Linked DNA regions of Mus musculus: region 1 is linked to region 2. Evidence: chromatin contacts called from public HiChIP or PLAC-seq data. All regions are on one chromosome and are shown on one strand. The core of a region is the stretch at or near the end of the contact, and the rest is flanking DNA. Distances in the headings are between cores, read along the strand shown. Region 1 has its middle 10 kb from the start of Gm47708. Region 2 overlaps Cradd (CASP2 and RIPK1 domain containing adaptor with death domain).

Region 1 (2,700 bases), core at 191-2,690, 410 kb after region 2:
TCGGGCCAGACAGGTGACAAAGCAGCTTCCCTTTCCTGCCTAGGGATTGAACTATCCTCTCCTTGTCCTCTGCAGACTCCCCCTCCCCCACAGTACTGTCCAGGTTTGGTCTGTTGCTATGTATTGTAATGATACATACTGGCCTCCAAGATCTGGTCCCCCTACCACACACACACAGCCTTAGGGACAAGGAAATCCTCCTGTACATGATGCTATGTAACCTTGTCTCCCAAGCTATCCCTGATGGGTCAATAAAAATGCCTACAGCCTGTAGCTGGGCAGAAAGAGGTAGGCAGGGCTTGGGTTCTGGGGCTTGGGGTCTGAGTGAGAGACTAGAAGAGGAGAGGGGAAGGAAGAAGATTCTGTGGGGCAGGTGGATTGTGGGCACGAAGGTCAGCCTGATGGAGTAGGTGTGGCCCAGGCAGTGTTGGGGGCTGGCCAGCGGCTCACATGTCCAGGTTCGAGCCTGGAAGGCATCTTGGAATCTGGAAGAAAAGAGGGAGCCTAGGTGGGTTGAGAAACAATGGAACCAAGACATGCTAGTCTTCTCAAGGTTCAACTTTAATGTCGGGGAACACGCCTTATAAAGAAAAGGGGAGAAAAGTCCATTCCGCCAATTCATCCTTGGAGCCTGGAACCAGCTGCAGGTGATGATGTTCAGAATAGGGCGTAGTCTCTGGAATAGCTCAGCGGCTTCTCTGCGGGTATCTTGAAGCAGCAGCTGCAGTGGCAGAACAATAGAGTGATCTAGGGAGGAAGGCTCCACCCTAGATAATCTCTTTAGTGGCAGCAAGGTCAAGGTCTGGTTTAGCCTGCTTCAGGCTTATGGAAGGCTACAAGGCAGAACATGGCAACTGAAGTCTTAGGGTTACTAGAGAAGCAGACAAACTAGCAGAGGGTGGCCATCTGCCCAGCTCTAGTGCTTTAAGGCTTATTCTAGATATAAAGGTTTTGTGTCTTTTATTTAGGAACTCAGTGGGGTAGACACTCCTAAATAATACCACCATACAGTATCATAGTACTGAATCCTTGTTTGGAGGCCTGGGGCCAGGCTTTGGGGTTCTACTAGAGCAATGTGGGGTAACTTTCTAGATGCAGATCCCTTATCAAAATAAACAAGCAGAAGTTACCAATGCTAGGTAGGGTTTGTGGACACAGGAAACAAGAGGGATCAGGGATGTACACAACGGGACTTGACATTTAGGACAGATGTTAATCTTAACCAGCTATTTGGATCCAGTAGAAATATTTACCTTGTAGATTGTCACATGCAGAAGACCAGCAGGGGTTCAAAGGCATGGCTAGAAGGGTTGAGTTGTGTCCATAGCAGTCACTGGGACGGGGTGCCAAATGCTTTTGTGATCACCTCGGGAGGCCAGACAAAGGTGTGGCCAGGTCGCCATTTGCTTTTTCACCTCATTGGCTGAGGCAGGATTTTTGCTGTCATGTCACAGGACCCCTGACTGGGGACCGTGATTGGACAGAGAGCCCTGCTGTTCTCACTACGGCCATTGTTTTCTCTCAGAGCTGGACCGTGGCCCCTGCAGCCTGCCTTCCTGCCTCTCACTTTCTCCCTCATGGCTGTTTCCTTGACCTTTCGACTTAACCCTGCACTTACATGGATGTTTACCTCAGGTTGTGTCACACTTACCTCAGTGTGGTCTCGCCTTACTCACATGGTCTGGGGCCGGACACGCCCATTTCTGTGGGCTCAGCTGCCTATTTGTTGCTGATGTCTCTAAGATAAAACTGGCAACCTTGAACCCAGATCTTCCGGGCTCAGCTCCAAACACCCAGCGCCTTTGCTTCCTGTAACCCTTTCCAGAGTCTAACACAGAAATCCCAGCTATGGTCCCTGTCTTAGACACTAGAGACATACAATGGATCAGCACCTGTCCTGGGATGGATAGTTCTTGAGCTGGAGTTTGAACGCAGGCTGTCTAGCCAGATCCCACACTTGCAGCTGATCTTCTGTAACTGGCAATGAGCGATGGCTCAATCATAGACAGAGCATCATTTTGAAGGCTGCCTTCTGCCCTGTCTCCAGCACTGAATCCAATGCCCCGCCTTTGTCTCCTGAGTGACAGCACCTTTTCCTTCTGTCTTCTCTTTACCTAATTTTCCTGAGTTATCCATCAGGCTTGAGGGATCTCCATCCCGAGGGCCTGAGAAGGACTCTAATCTGATGCCTTGGCTGTGAGTCCTTAGACATTTGCATTTATTGTGTACATGGTTCTGTTCCAAGCATTTGAAGCTATATTAGCTTGCTTAGTTTTGCAGCAAGCTTCTGATGTATGCCTAATGCCTTTTATTTTATTAGCAGACACAGCACAGAGTCATAGATCCATCAGGAAAATTGATGCCACTACTAGTAGTTGAGAGAATGTGTGTGTGTGTGTGTATGTGTGTGTGTGTGTGTGATGTATTATGTGCTCATGCACATATGATTGTAGGTGCCCATGGAGGTCAGAAGAGGTTGTCAGATCCCCTGAAGCCAAAGTAACAGGCAGATGAAAGCCATCCAATGTAGGTGCTGAGAACTGAACTCTGAATCTCTGTGAGTGGTATGTGCTCTTAATTGCTGAGCCATCTCTCCAGCCCTAGTACCTGGCTTTTTAAAAATATGGGTTCTGTGGACTGAATTCAGATCCTTCAGACCGTCATCCTTGCAGGGCAAGGTCTCTACAGATGGAGTGATCC
Region 2 (2,700 bases), core at 89-2,588:
GCAGGCATGCCCCATCCACCCATGATAGTACTGTGACCTGCTCTTAAGGACTTACACGCAGGCTTCACGACCACAGGCCTTATTTGCCACTAAGATATCACAAAATAAGTAACGTCTGGTTCTTGTCCTGTTGCCTGACATACACTTTCCACATCCTGGTGGTCTTCAAAGAAGCCATGTCTTTTTACTTGCTACTAAGCTGATCCGTGTTACAGCAAATCTCCAACTCAGATATGCCCAGCAATGAAAACACAACTCAGTTAATATGAATACATGCTGTGCACCTAGACTGGGCAGATCTACCGCTACACTACCATCTTCCACATCCATGAGACCCCTTAGGACTTTCGGTTTCTCCAGGCCATGTGCTTCTGCTCCGCTCTTCTCCTTCTCCTCCTCCTCCTCCTCCTCCTCCTCCTCCTCCTCCTCCTCCTCCTCTTCCTCCTCCTCCTCCTCTTCTTCTTCTTCTTCTTCTTCTTCTTCTTCTTCTTTCCCTCTCTGCGTTCCCTCTTCATCTTCTATTCACCTTCCCTTAGCTGCCCAATCATCAGCTCGCCTTTATTTTACAAATTAAGGTGGGAAGCAGGTTTACAGGAAATCACCTGAGTGCTGACTCATTCCTCATCCAAAACCTCTCACAGAATTAACATCAAATTTTATTAGCCCCAGGGCTATCCACAACAGACCAGTGACCAACAGTCTCGATAATTTTTGGGATGGGCACAGTCGTTCAGAATCCAAGACAGGGTGGGGAGTTGAGACTCAACTTCTGATCCTCCTGTCTCTGTCTCCCAAGTGCTGGGACAGTGAGTGTTCACATCTTGTCCCTCTGGAGAGAAGAGAGCACCTGAAGTTTAAGTTGTCTGGTTATTTCATCAGGTGTGCCAATGTGATGAAGCTATTAAAAACTCCAAGGGCAGGGCTTAGAGGGCTTCCAGACAGCCCAAGGTTACAGCTGGAGGTTCCGGGATGTGGTCTACGTGGGAAAGACTCTCCTTCTATCCCTTGCCCTGTGTATCTCTTATCAGTATCCTTCATAAACATGCTTTATAATAAACTGGTAAATGTGCTTCTCTTGGTTTGGTAAGTAGCTTTTAAAAATTAATTGAACAAGAGGAAAAACGCCATAGGGAATCCACCTTGAAACTAAAGGACAGACACTTGTGACTGGCCTTGGAACTGGGAGGTGGTATGAGAAACTGGGGCCTCAGCTGTGGGGTCACATGCTAGCTTCAGGATGACGCTGTCAGACTTGAGGAGAACCAACAGACACCCAGGTGGTGTCCGCTACAGCAATGCTGTTGCTTCCTGGGTGGGGAAAAGATCCCACGCATCTATCTAGTCACAGCCGCTGTCCTTGTTGAGGGCTGACTGAGAGGCCCTGGGTGTGTTTACCCCTGTGTCCTCTCAACCACTTCAGACATCTCCACGGTGTTATTTTGGTAACCGTGTCGCCACCATCTCTGCCATGGTGCCGAATATAAATAGAACTTGAACACTTCCAGGAACTCTCAGCCTGGCGCTTCCTACAAAGGGGCAAATCTTTCATATCATTAGCAAAAATAAAGCCTACGTCTAAAACCTGACCCAAAACATCCAGAAGTCATACTGCCTTTTAAATTCAGGTTGACTATTTGGAAAAAAAAAATCACATTTTAAAAGGGGGAGCAGGGTGGGTAAACCCTCCCAAGAATCATATACATCTATGCTCCTTACTGGCCAAACTGAAGGACCCGTGTAAACACAGCTGCCTATTACATTTAGGTAGAGCAAACATTCCTGCAGCTGGCTGCAACCACAGCCTTCGTGTCTGAGCCTCCCCCCCTCCCTCCCAAGCCGGAGTGCTACCTTGATAGGCAGCCTGGAGCTACACCAGCAGAACTTGTTCCTGGTACCCACCAGCTGTAGAGAGCATGATTTATGAGCTGCAAAGTGGGACCTGACTGCAGCATCAGCAGAGCTACCACGATGTCCCCAAACACGACCAAGCTTTAGTCTTTTTTTTTTTTTTCCCCTGAAACAGGGTTTCTCTGTATATAGCCTTGGCTGTCCTGGAACTCACTCTGTAGACCAAAGCTTTAGTCTTTAGGACTCTCAAGATAACAGAGGACCTGAGAGGAGAGAAATGCAGGGCCCTGCTTCAGAGGACCTGAGAGGAGAGAAACGCAGGGCCCTGCTTCAGATCCCACCTCCTCTGCAAAGGATCAAAGGAGACCAGGAAAGGGGAGACACAGGGAGTAAGTGACTCCTGAGACAACAGGAAAGAGAAGGACTTTCCAAGAGCCCCTGGGCTTGTGTCTGACAGGAGCAAGGGAGAATGAGTGGGGACGGAGCACTGGAACACACCTGAGCTATCCTAATTAGGCGAAGGGAAAAGTCTATTTTGATAAGGTGCTTTCATGGGGTAGATGTTAGCAGGCTGTAAAGTCAAAGCACTGAAGTTAATAATTTGGCTCCATGCACCTGAGTGACCTTAAGGGAGTTATTAAACAGCCCTATGTTCACTGTGCCTCATCTATATAATAAAGGGTTCTACAGGGCTCAGGCCTACACCTCCCTAGGCTGCTGAAGATGATCTTTAACTCGGGATCTTTGTGTCTCTCCAGTACATACATACATACACACACACACACACACACACACACACACACGCACACACGCACGCGCATGCGCCAGGTCCCCCGGAAGCTGGAGTTACTA

What was found. HiChIP or PLAC-seq counts read pairs in DNA pulled down with a chosen protein or histone mark.
Region 1: a contact with region 2 is called in an H3K27ac HiChIP or PLAC-seq map of embryonic stem cells, with 7 read pairs. The contact joins two enhancer-like sites.

Annotation. Positions count from the first base shown.
Region 1 is chr10:95,718,936-95,721,635 of GRCm38.p6, forward strand. No RefSeq gene overlaps it. Among named protein-coding and RNA genes, the nearest start is that of Gm47708, 10 kb to the right of the region's middle. Within about 2 kb of position 1,441, at least 20 of the 459 cell types and tissues checked have an H3K27ac peak or open chromatin away from gene starts, as enhancers often do. A contact at or near this core is called in embryonic stem cells, where this site is marked.
Region 2 is chr10:95,312,388-95,315,087 of GRCm38.p6, forward strand. The region is part of intron 2 of Cradd (CASP2 and RIPK1 domain containing adaptor with death domain); the gene reads right to left. Among named protein-coding and RNA genes, the nearest start is that of Cradd, 10 kb to the right of the region's middle. Within about 2 kb of position 1,339, at least 90 of the 459 cell types and tissues checked have an H3K27ac peak or open chromatin away from gene starts, as enhancers often do. A contact at or near this core is called in embryonic stem cells, where this site is marked.